Regions from separate parts of the Mus musculus genome. Here all the other regions are linked to region 1. Evidence: chromatin contacts called from public ChIA-PET, HiChIP or PLAC-seq and promoter capture Hi-C data. All regions are on one chromosome and are shown on one strand. The core of a region is the stretch at or near the end of the contact, and the rest is flanking DNA. Distances in the headings are between cores, read along the strand shown.

Evidence for each region. ChIA-PET counts read pairs in DNA pulled down with a chosen protein or histone mark. HiChIP or PLAC-seq counts read pairs in DNA pulled down with a chosen protein or histone mark. Capture Hi-C pulls out chosen DNA fragments and counts their contacts.
Region 2: a contact with region 1 is called in a promoter capture Hi-C map of adipose tissue. The contact joins the promoter of Slc2a6 here to the promoter of Tmem250-ps in region 1. A contact is called at or near these places in 1 of 484 Hi-C or Micro-C datasets (neutrophils), 1 of 115 datasets of contacts at active chromatin or transcription factors (pancreatic cancer cells) and 1 of 9 other capture datasets (adipose tissue).
Region 3: a FOXA1 HiChIP or PLAC-seq map of pancreatic cancer cells shows a contact between it and region 1. The contact joins the promoter of Stkld1 here to the promoter of Tmem250-ps in region 1. A contact is called at or near these places in 1 of 39 promoter capture datasets (erythroid cells), 2 of 115 datasets of contacts at active chromatin or transcription factors (epiblast stem cells and pancreatic cancer cells) and 1 of 9 other capture datasets (liver).
Region 4: an RNA polymerase II ChIA-PET map of memory CD8 T cells shows a contact between it and region 1, with 25 read pairs. The contact joins the promoter of Traf2 here to the promoter of Tmem250-ps in region 1. A contact is called at or near these places in 1 of 39 promoter capture datasets (erythroid cells) and 2 of 115 datasets of contacts at active chromatin or transcription factors (memory CD8 T cells and pancreatic cancer cells).

The regions. Positions count from the first base shown.
Region 1 is chr2:26,139,128-26,142,070 of GRCm38.p6, reverse strand. Tmem250-ps (transmembrane protein 250, pseudogene) reads left to right here and starts at 1,565. Exons shown (of 2, transcript NM_001256521.1): 1 at 1,565-1,932.
Region 2 is chr2:27,026,509-27,029,451 of GRCm38.p6, reverse strand. It overlaps Slc2a6 (solute carrier family 2 (facilitated glucose transporter), member 6), which reads left to right and starts at 1,454. Exons shown (of 10, transcript NM_172659.2): 1 at 1,454-1,635; 2 at 2,149-2,311. The coding sequence starts at 1,547.
Region 3 is chr2:26,932,486-26,935,428 of GRCm38.p6, reverse strand. Stkld1 (serine/threonine kinase-like domain containing 1) reads right to left here and starts at 1,373. Exons shown (of 19, transcript NM_001379463.1): 1 at 1,317-1,373; 2 at 29-115. The coding sequence starts at 1,331. It overlaps Surf4 (surfeit gene 4), which reads left to right and starts at 1,918. Exons shown (of 6, transcript NM_011512.3): 1 at 1,918-2,154. The coding sequence starts at 2,107. Gm36591 (a long non-coding RNA gene) reads left to right here and starts at 2,161. Exons shown (of 2, transcript XR_374179.1): 1 at 2,161-2,943.
Region 4 is chr2:25,545,460-25,548,402 of GRCm38.p6, reverse strand. Traf2 (TNF receptor-associated factor 2) reads left to right here and starts at 1,463. Exons shown (of 11, transcript NM_009422.3): 1 at 1,463-1,541. Gm35476 (a long non-coding RNA gene) reads left to right here. Exons shown (of 4, transcript XR_866044.3): 4 at 338-478.

The DNA.
Region 1 (2,943 bases), core at 316-2,815:
CTTTCTATGGCGGGACTGTCCTATAGCAAACAGAACAACTGAGATTGGATCCTATCCTTGGGGATGACCCTGCTGTGGTCTGGATCATTCTGGAATCAGTTCGTGGGTGGTGGTACCCAACACTTCCAAGAACTAGCAGAAAGCAAGAGAGTAGAGGTCACAAGAAGCATCCTTTAGTGAGACGTTCAGGGTGCTTTCAGTCTCCGTCCAGTGGTCCAACATTAGAGGCCAAGAGCTGTCAGCAGCAGCTACCTGCCCAACCTCAGAGGGAGAGAGCCTCAAAGTCAGAGGTGTAGAGGACTCTGAGGGCTCTTACAGGAGCAACAGGGCTGAACAAGTGGAAAGGGACAGAGGGACAGAAAAAGTAGAGAAACTGGACATCTCTAGTAGGGACAGAACCAAGGGGGGAGCTAAAGGAGGGGACGATCAAGAAAACAGAAGATCATCACTCCAGGGTGACAGAAACTCAGGCCAGGGGAGGAAATGCTTCTTATTGTTTCGAGACAGGGTCACATAGTCCAGGGGCTCCAGTTGACTTAGACTTATTGTAAGCATTACTTCTGTGTGCATGGTGTGTGTGTGTGTGTGTGTGTGTGTGTGTGTGTGTGTAAGTCAGAGGGCAACAGGAGGGCATCAATTTTCACCTTTGTTATGTGGGTACCAAGGATTGTTAATTTGGTGGCAAGTGCCTTTACCCACAAGCCATCTCACTGACCCAAGATGTGTTTGACATACTCTCACCAAGAAGACCTGGCTGGCATAGAACTTACAGAGATCCGCCTGCCTCTGGAGTGCTGTGATTAAAAGAGAGTATAATGACATATGGCACATTCACTTATTTTTACATCTATTCATTCATTTGTGGGCTGTACTGGCAGGATGTGCACATGCCACTGCCTGTAGCTGCTCTTGGTCTTGCGTGGGCTGGGGCCTCCAAGTGTTCCCTGTGAAGTGCAAAGGTGCCTTGCAGCCAGCCCTAGGTTCCCCTTTCCTGCAAAGGGTCTGTTTCTCTTCCCTGGGAGCCTGCATTTGACGCCTGGGTAAGCAGGAGGGTCAATGTAGGATAACCCTGTAAGGCTACTTTCCGGTCCGTCATGGGATGATGGCCTGACCCAACCTTCTCTCCACATCCTAGCAACAAACGCACACATCAACTTTTAACTGAAACCTACCACACCTGCTTGCAGGAACCTGGCAAGGTCATTTAGACCGGTGACACACCAGCTTAACTCTTTCTTTTGGCGCTTCCAGGATCCTTGTGCTCTACAGCGAGTACCCCTAAAGCACGAGATCGCTTCATCTGCAACCGTCACTGCTCTCTGGGTGCCAGCGGCGCGCGTTGGGACACAGGAAAAACTCCACCGCACCACCAGAAAGGAGACAAGCTCACACCACAGCGAGAAAGCCCCTCCCACACTCGCGCACGCGCACTGACACGGAGAGGACCAGCCTCCTCGCCCTTAGTTCTCCCATCTGCGCCTGCGCGGGAGAGCTAAACTCACGCTCCGGCTGAGGCCGCGGGCCAATGACGTCACGGTCGGCTCACGGCGCGCGCACGCTAGTGCGCGTCCTCGGATAATGAGGAATTCCTGGATGCTCCGCGCGGGCCCGCGGTGGGCGCTGCGAGGCTTCACCGTGTCGTCGCGGGCGGAGGGGGCGTGAAGACCGTGCTACGGTGGCCGCCGAGGGACAACACTACGGCTCCCACGCTGGGACAAACGCCTCGGGCCCGGCCCGGGAGCGCCCTCCCCTCCGGGCCAGAGCCAGCCGGGGGCAACTGAAGGGCCGCGCGAAGCGACCCCGTCCTCGGCGGCATGTGCCCGCCTTGGCGTCGCACCCCCGGGGCACAAGCTCAGCCGCAGGCCCGGTCCCCAGCACCGTCGGCCCGCCGCATGGTTCCGGACACCGGCACCGCCACGGAGAGGGCACCGGGTGAGCCGCCGAGGACGGGCGGGGACCGGCCACGGACCTAAGGGCCGTCTCCACGGCAACGGCGCCCCGACACCGGAAGTGGCGCCCGCAGAAAACGCGGGCTGAGGGCCGGGGTCGCGCGTAGCCTATGGCTAGTGAGGGTCGTATCTCCACGCGCCGAGTTAGCGGGCCTTGGAGAGCTGGATGTCCTGCTCTAGGGTCCCGTGCTCAGAGACGCGTGCCCCGCGCCGGGCCGCGCCATGGCATGCACCTCCACCCGAGTACACCTGCTGCAGACCGCATCCCCCTCCTGTGCGGTGTCCAGTGACACGCCTGAATGAGGCCATTGCCCTGTCTAGCTGGGTAAAACATAGCTAAGCCTCCCCGGCTCGGGACAGGTTTCCTCCCACTGCGCCTCGGCCGCAGCTGCGCTGGCGGCCATTTGCTCAGGACCTACGGCGGTGACAGAAGCCGTTGGAGTGGAAGTCGCAAAAGCCTGTTGGCGATGTTGCCCTGTCCTGTTACCAACTTTTGGTCTCTAGTGTCCCATAGTTTGAAATTTAGTGTTTTTTTTCCCCCATATGCAAATTAACATAGGCTGCTGCGAATGACAATTGCTTGGTGAAACAAGGAACCACACGCCATTTCTCCTCTCTGTGTCCCAGTTTGGAGAACTCTGACACTATGTCCAGCCTAGATAAGCCAGTAATGCTTTTGTTGTGTACAGGCAGCCCCAGGGAAGAGGTCTTGGTGCCTCAATTTACGGAGCAAGATCAGTGGGAGGTGAGATGGTAACCTGCCAAAATAATGCCAAAGTTCAGGCCCAGCAAGTAACCTTAGGGGCTTGCTATGTGGACACCCCCTTCATCCCAGTCCTCTTGTGACTCTGCATGGAGTGTCCTTGAAGGGGACTGTTATAAGTCACTATGGAAGTAATGGGGAGTACTGGGCAACCAGTAGCCGGGTGTGTGGGTCTTCAAGAAACTAAAGAGTGAGCTTAGCTAGAGCACTACTGTCCCCGTTTTATCCCTG
Region 2 (2,943 bases), core at 205-2,704, 890 kb before region 1:
GTGGAGGCCAGAGGATAAAATTAAAGTGGGTGGCTACCTAGAAAGTTTGATGCCAGCTTGGAATACATCAGACCCTGTCTCAAATGACAAAGGAGTGGAAGGGGCCTGAAGAGATGGTTCAGCGGTTACAAGACCAGGTCCTATATGCTCTGGCTCCCATTACTATTTGGTGACTGACCGGCCTGTAACTCCAGCTCCTACAAGTCCATCATTTCAGCTTCAGGAGCACAGACTCACAGACAGACATAAAATTTAAAAATTATATATCTTAAGTTTTTCACATGTTTGGGTGTTTTGTCTGTACCACATAAAAGCTGATGCCAAAAGGCACCAATTGTCCTGGAAATGGAGGTAAGAGGAGGGTTGTGTGCCAACCCGTGGGGCTGGGAAATCAAACCTGAGTCCTTGCAAGAGCAGCCAGTGCTCTCAGGCTCCCAAAATTATGTATAACACACACACACACACACACACACACACACACACTCAGCTTGGATGTGAAGTGGAACACCACTCACTGAAAGTTCACCTCCCCACTAAGTAACAGACAGGCAAGGCAAACACAGGAAGGAAAGACGTCCAGCCAGGGTGGGTCGCAGCAGTTTTGTGGTCTCTACTGTCCTCTCTAGAAGTGTTTCTAAAGGGGAACTGAGACTTCTACAACACCCTTTACTGTTTTAATAGCCTGGTAACAAAGGGTCAGTTTATAAATGTGAACAGGAAGTAAGTCCACTCCTGTGACTGAAAAAGTCCAAAGACACAGATAGGCATCTTGATTGTGGCTTTTTCCACCTCCTAGAGAAGTTTCTGTTTCGTTTTTTTTGGTCATTTTATACCATTACTGGAATGATTTTGAACAGTGCAAGCTATTTGGACAACCAGGAAATCCCAGAGATCAGGAATGTAGCTCAGAGACAGATTGCTTGCTAGCAGAGAGAAGCCTTGGGGTTTGTCCACAGCTATGGGGTGAGACACCGCAGGGCACCTGCTGGAGTTACCCCTAATTGTTTCTGCTCCACCCTCCTCCTACTTACTGTACACACCCAAAGTAGTGATTCATTGGAGTCAACTAGGGTTAGGAGGCGAGAAGTGAAGTGGCAGGTGTAGAAGTGACATCTATGTGACGGGAGAGGGCACAGAACAGGGCCAAGCAAGGCAATAATAAAAAAATATATAATAATAACAATCCTCCGTGTGACCTTGGCAAGCTTACGACTCTCTGGGCTTCTCCTCCATAAAGCCAGACCCAGCCATGGAGCAGTCCACGCTCTTAGCCTGGCGAAAGGGTGCTCAGGCGGCCCTGCCCTAGAAGCGGGTTTCCCCGGCAGAATCCAGCGCCTCAAGGCGCACGCGATGGGACACGCCCGGGAGCCCGATCGCACCCTGCATCCGAGGCGTGCGGCTGTCTCATTGGACAGCACGGCTCTGCAGGGCCGCCCTGCAGCCAATCGCATCTGTAGGGCGGAGCTTCGCCTGCTGTGCTGAGGGCTCAGGCAGATGCTTTAGCTCTGCAGTGGAGTCCCGCTGTATCTGACCATCCGCGCTGGCCATGCAGGAACCCCTGCTAAGAACCGAGGGACTCGACTATGATACCTTCCCCGAGGTGCCCGCGACTCCTGGAGAGAGAGAACGAGCCGGGTGAGAGTCTCAGGGTGTGGGCATGGGAGGTTGGGATGGCCTTATCTCCAGCAGACGATACACATCTTGGGCCATTACTGACTTCTGGTGAGTGGCCACCAAGAGTCATCTGACTCTTTCTTACCGCATGCTCGCAAGTCCTATTTAAAGAACTGGACCACCATAAAGAAGAGAGCCTCCAAAGGAATACTGGGTGGGATCCCCACCTGCCACAGGGGGAGGACATGGGTCTTGCCTAAGATCACAGAACAAGCTTTGAGCATCACAACAGGAGGCAAAAACCACAATTTCTTTTCTGGAGAAAACGGGCACCAGCCCCAGCCGACAGCCTGGGGATTTCCCAGAGCTGCTGCTAAGGCCTGAAGACAACTTGACTGGCCCTGGACCCAGGCCTCTCCTGGTTATCTGCCGAGCTGGATGGTCATGGGCTCGGGGAAGGCAGCAGTCTGGGAACTCAGGGTCCATTTAAAGGACTTGTCCTTGGTCCTTTGGTTCTACCCCATCCCCCACCAGGGCCTTGAAAAACAGAAGGGTGTTCCTGGCTACCTTCGCCGCTGTGCTGGGCAATTTCAGCTTTGGGTATGCCTTGGTCTACACATCTCCAGTCATCCCTGAACTGAAGCTCTCTTCTGACCCAGCACTACACCTGGACAAAATCCAGGCATCCTGGTTTGGGGTGAGGCCTGTTCTCTAAATCAGATGGGGTAGTGGAGGGAGCATGGGCCCACTCAACCTGCTTACCACAGGGAACTAAAATCACCTAGCCTTGGAACCTCCCCTAGAGCACCGGTATCTCTCCCTAACACGCATTCCCGTCTGCTAGCGGTGATGGCAAGTGACATGAGGAAGTGACATCCTGCAGAGATGTGGGCCAGGGCTGAGGGGAAGATTTCCCAACCCCATACCCAAAGCCAGGCTGCCACAGCAGAGCTGACATCCTCCTGGGTGCCTGGAGGCAGTCACACCAGATGCTAGCGGGATGAGAGGTGCCATATGGACAAGGACAGAACGTGGCTAAACAGAGCCCAGGAGCCCAAGACTTTAACGTTAGAATGTCAGTAGACCCTGAGTTAGGACTGCGACTTGACAGCAAAGCTGGAAAGATTTGGGGTCTCCTGAGCATTTCAAATGGGGTGGGAATGTGCAAGGCGCACAGCACATGCTGAGCACATGCTAGACACTTCGTGAAATATCTTCACCCCTGAGGTTAACTATGTTTTTCCCATAACGCAACTAAGAAACTGAGGCCACACTGTGTGCCCTGGTCCCACTGCTCATGAGTGGCAGACTCCAGCCAAATTCTTTATT
Region 3 (2,943 bases), core at 124-2,623, 790 kb before region 1:
CTTGGGAGCAAGGGGCTCTGCACCTTACCTGCTTTATCAAGAACTTGGTTTCAGTTTCCAGTTCTTCCACCACCAGGTTCACCCCTAAGGCTCCAGGATTCAGCATTTGCAATAGCTATCCTCAAGGAAGAGAGAGACTTTGAGAACGTCACATTATTCTCTACTTCCTACATGTGATGGTTCCACACTCCACCCCCAAGTATGGCTTCTTCTCTCAATTTTGTTGTAGAGGAAATGGCCTTAGGTGATGGATTGAGAAGCCTTCCAGGGTGGGGCCAATACAATTTCCCTCGAAGCCCATTCTGGAACTCTTATTTTATAGCCTATGGCCTTCCCCAAGCCTACAGGGGCAGCCTTATAGGTAAGAGACAGTTGGGGGGTGGGGCTGGGGGCAGAAGTGGCTCTTAACCCTAGTGATACCCCATCTAGTACCCTTCGCCAAAATGAACATCCAAACAAGGCCTGTGATTTGTGTAACTGGTGCAGTCATAGCTTCGTCTAGGGCACAGTACTGAAGGAAGTGCTTCCCAGCCATCCTCTGTAACCTGCACTGGTGCTGCCTACAATTCACTTGAGAGATAGATACTGGGGCCTAGGAGCAAGGTCCTTGCCTGTGGCTGTGGGACTGGGGTCTGAGCCAGAGCTCATCTTTGAAGCCACACCTTCAGAACTGGTCTGTAAGCCAGAACTCTACAAGATCAGTGCTGTCAGGTAGAAGGTGGCTGAGGCCTGAGTACAGAGGCCACTGTCAGCGTGGGGTAGGGGACAAGATATGTAGGCAGTACGGGAAGGATAATTAGCATACAGGGAATACAGGGTGTCCGTTGGAGCTCAGCCCAGGTAGTGAGCAGTGGTTTGTTTTTTGTTTTTCTCTAAACATTTCTGGCCATCAGAAGTGCATTTGCTTGGCTAACGCATGTAAGCCTTCTCTCAAAGAATACTGGAAAAGAGGAAAAGAAAATGAGCGAAACTGAAGCTTTTATAAGCCGAGTCTAACAATTAATGAGGCTGACATGTGAGGAAAAAAGCGATTAAAAAAACAACCACTCAGGTTCTGCCTTTAAAGACCCCATACATGGAGGGAAGGGGAAGGGCACGTGCACCATTCTCCAACCAGTGGTCAGACTTGGGGGTTGGTCATCATTTTAGAGGGAAACTGAGGCCCTGGGAGGACTCAAAGGAGGAGAACTCGGAGGAGGAAACATGCGGGGATCATAGGGTCACCCTGTGATGGAGGCTGGGCCTGGCTGTGTGGCCCTCGGACCTGTCCCGCTGCCCAAGGACACTGGACCTTGGTTGTGGGGGCATCTCAGCACCTGATATTTTTCCATGGTATCTCGTGGAGACACTGCCTCACTGTCCTACTACCGGGCAAAGCCCTCGAGCCAGGCCGGTAGTCGAACCCTCGTTTGAGCATGCTCGGTAGTGACTGCTCCGTGTGCCCACCCCACCTCCTCAGCCCCTCCACCTGCCTTCCATAACCCTCAACCCGGGGCGTGTCTGCTTAGCACTTTGGCTCGTACATGGCATACTCGTACTATGCCCCTTAAAGAAGCCACAGAGAATAGGGAGCCGTGTTTCGGACGAAGGGCAGGGCCCCGGTGTGTTGGGTAGGGTGGAGGGCGGGGCAGAGACTGACGACGCGGCAGGCGGGGCCGCAAGTACTACGGGCGGGAGACACAGGTGGCAGGAAGTCTACCAGCACGGTGGGCGGGACCTGCTGCTTGGTGAGGGTGGAAAGTGGTCAGCGCTTCGGGTTCTAGAGGCTGAAGGGCTAGGGGTGGTCCGTAGGGGCTGGAGGGGCGGGGCCTGGGGTGTGGGGGCGGGGTCTACCTGTGAAGGGCGCGCGGCGGAGGCGGGGCCTGTTCGTGAAGGGCGGTGCGCCGGCGCCAGGCTCCTCGAGCGTGGCGGGCGGGGCCTGGAGCGTGAGGGCGCGCGGCAGGCGGGGCGGGGCGCGGCGGGAGGCGCGGTCCCTTTAAGGCTTGGCCTACGTGGCAGCCGCTAGAGCAGCCGCGGCTCAGCGAGGCCGGCCGCCGGGTACTTCCTGTGGAGGCCGCAGCAGGCGCGAGCGCCCAGGACCTGCCAGCTGAGCCTTCCGCCGCCGCCATGGGACAGAACGACCTGATGGGCACGGCCGAGGACTTCGCCGACCAGGTGCGGCCTGCCCCACAGCCCGCTGGCCGTCACGGCCCCACGGACGCCCGTCCTCGCCGTCCTGCCTAGCTCTACGGAGAAATCCGAGGGGAGGCTGGGCGGGGGGTTGGGGGTGGCGGCCAGGGAGGCTCCCGGGGCCCGCGGTGCTGCTCTGTGCCCTCTGCCCTCTGAACCGCGGCGGCTCCTTGGGGACCTCTGGGGAAGGGGGTACTCTGTGCGCCCCGCTGCGTGGCCCCTCCGCCCTTGTCCAGGACCGTCCTGGCCCTTCCTTCTTTGCGTGGACTCTGCTCCGGTTGCCCGATCTGGGTCCACGCTGCCGAAGGAGAGGAGCCTGCCCCTTGGCTCGCCTTCCCAAGTGTACAGGTGGCTTGTGAACCGCAGGGAAGGCCTGGGATGAGTCTGGGCCCGAGCGACTAGCTGGGCAGGGTTAGAGCCGGAGAGAGGCGCAGGTGGCACCACTTTTTACAATTAAGTTCGACGGATGGGGTGGGAGTTGTGTGAGTGTGAGGCTTTGACTTCTGAAATTGTCCCGTTAGATCTGCGAAGTCATAATATAACCTGAACTAGCCCTGGAGGCTGAATGGTGCCGGGGCCCACCCGCCAGCCAGTTTTGGTTCACTTAGTGTGTTCGTGGCTGTCGGTGATACGAGGAGGCATTTTTTGGCCTAGAGTACTCGAAGGTTGGGTGTGTGTGACCATCTTCAAATGAGCTTCTCTACCCCTCCTTTTGAGGGGTGTCACCTCCCCATGTTCACCTTCAGTTCTGTTGAACCATTTTCCTGTGAGCTG
Region 4 (2,943 bases), core at 214-2,713, 590 kb after region 1:
AGAAGAGCATAAGTATCTCTTAAAGTCAGTTACAGAATGAATGCAGGCAAGACACAGAGGGTAGAGTGCAGAGGTGTCCATCCTTCCACACTGTGATATAACAGCTACAAATGTTGGGATGCTATCCTGGGATACATGCTGTGGGTTGGACACCCCTGATGGTGAGCTCTAAATACTTTGTGTGTATATACATATATGTGTATGGTGTTGTTTATATGTGGTTATGTGTGTAGCGTGTGTGTGTGTGTGTGTGTGTGTGTGTGTGTGTGTGTGTGATGTCTAGAGATATATAGAGATATGTGTCAGCATATATATATATTTTTTTTCTTTTTTGCAGGAAGAGATGACTCAGGAGTTAAGAGCTCTCTCAGAGTTCTGAAGTTTGGTTTGGGTCCCAGCTCACAAGAGCCTGTAACTTTTTTTTTTTTTTTAAGATTTATTTATTTATTTTATGAGTACACTGTAGCTGTCTTCAGACACACATCAGAAGAGGGCATCCGATCCCATTACAGATGGTTGTGAGCCATCATGTAGTTACTGGGAATTGAACTCAGGACCTCTGGAAGAGCTGTCGGTACTCTTAGCCACTAAACCATCTCTTCAGCCCTGAGCCTATAACTTTTGCTCTAAGGGATACAATGGCCTCTTTGTATGGAATCCCTGGATACTTCACTCATGTGCACAGACATACATACTTATAATTTTTTTAAAATACCTTTTTAACAGGACTGCAGAGATGAGAATAGACAATTGTCAGAGGTGTACAAATCTACATGTTGACGTAGACTCAAGTCTCCAAACATAAGCTTTCTTGGGGGACATTTCCCTGTTCATGTGGTTGAAGGTGCTCTTGATGAATCCTTCAAACTTTTTTAAAAACCTTTTTATTGGTTCATTGTGCATTTCACATCATGCACCCCATCCCACCCATCTCCCCCTCCCCTTGTACCTGCCTTTCATCCTTGCAACCTCTCCCACAACAGATGGAAAAAAATCTCGTCGCGGAAGCTGTAGTATGTCAGTTTGTTCCACAGTATACCCTTTTGTCTACACTTCTTTGTTCGCAAATATTCATTGAAATGTTAACTCTTTAAACTTTTAAATTACACTTATTCGTCTATTTGTGTGTATGACTAAATAATGCATAAACCCCTGCTCTCTTTCCACGATGTGGACCCAGGGCTCGAACTCGAGTTACATTTGGTGGCAAGTGACTGCAAGTGACTGACGTCCACGAAGAGAGGCTCAAGGCAGCTTCCTCAACAACCTTGCTAGGAACCGGAGAAACCGGCTTAGCCCCCACCCCCTGCGCCGCTCTGACTAATCACCGCTCTCTGCGGTTCCGTGCTCGTTCCTGGTAGGTTCCTGCTTCCGTCTGTCAGCGGGCAGAGTCAAGGCGGCCTATTTGACAAATCGACGGCCGCTGCTGCTCCCTGTGAGCTCCTGGTAGGCGCGTGCGTCTGTCCGTCAGACGGGGCGGGCCGCGGCAGCGGGGGTGTTTCCCGGCGAGCGCTGAGTTCCGGGCGCGCGAAGACCGTTGGGTGAGGCGGCGCGGATCTAAGCGGGGGGTCTACTCTCAGCGGCGGCCGGGCTGGGGTCAGGCGCGGGGTGGGAGTGGCGGTTGGGGGTCAGATGCGGGGCCGCCGCTGTCTGGGTGAGGTGGGTGGGTAGACTTTTCGGAGCCGCGGAGCCGGAAACTGAAAGTCGCGGGAGGGGGGCCGGAAAAGTTCGCGACGTCCGCAGCGGTGCTTGGCTGCGCGCCTACCGCGGTGGCTCGGGGTTACAGCAGTACGGTCCCTGCCCCAGATCTCGGTCCGGCATCGCGCCCGAGGGACCCACGAGCCCCACTTGCCCTTACTGGCCTTGAGCGAATACCTGGTCTCCCAGGCCACTTTTACCGCTCACCTCCCACCCACTTATGCTTTTTGGATGGGGCAGTCAAATTTGGTCTGCCAAATTTACGTCGCCTTTTCTGACACCCGGCTACACAAATCACGGACACCACCTCCCCCATAAGGCCTCTTCCCTGTTGGTGGTTTACCTTCCCTGTCCTCCTTTATTTTTTCAGATCTCACCTTTCTGCCCCTCAGAACCTCTGTTTCTCTGGAAACTATCTTGCTTTTTGTAAAGTAGTCTGGCCTCGAACTACTGAGTGCTGGGATTAAAGGGCCTGCGCCACCACCGCCCTGGAAACTATGTTGATGGGATAGATGCATATGTGTCAGGGTGTGGAGACTGATCCCAGGGCCCTTAACCTCCTGACGCCTGCCTAATGGAGGTTGGACCTAGTGTATATTCCACATGATGGACTTGAAGCCCTGAGTAGGTGGAAAGGACATGAGATTGATTAGAACTCACAGACGTACTCCCAGCGGGCCCCAAAATCGGAGAAACAAACTTTCAGCTCCGTGGACACAATGCAATGTCATCATTGTCTTGTGTGCAACTCACTAGCTTGGCTACCAGTCCCCCAGAGAAGTCACAGTTGACCTTGCCACCACGGCCCCTTCCTGCCTGCGTAACTGACTGAGAAAGGTGGTATTTAGTGACCCAAAGTTAACTGTTATCAGGTGGAGACCCCAAGCAATCTCAAATTGATGTTTAAGTCTTAAAAATTAACTTTATTGCTGAATACTTAATGATGGATTTATAAATACTTGAGTTTTAAAAGCTGAAGGAAGGGTTGTTTTTTATCAAGCCTTGTGTGTACATCTGGAAGGCTGAGTGCTGTCAGCAGTTGTGTCTCTGGTCTGAACTGGTGGCTCCTTGCCTGCCTAGCAGGTCTGTGAGGTGTTTACCTGTTGGCTGTTTTTTTCCCTGGGACCCTCTAGTCCGTACCTAAACTGACTATTCTCTGACAATACAGGCTGCCTGGAACCCTGTTACTCTTCTCCTGTTTGCCAGTCACCATGGGCTCCTCAGGAGATTCTCCACTATGTCCAC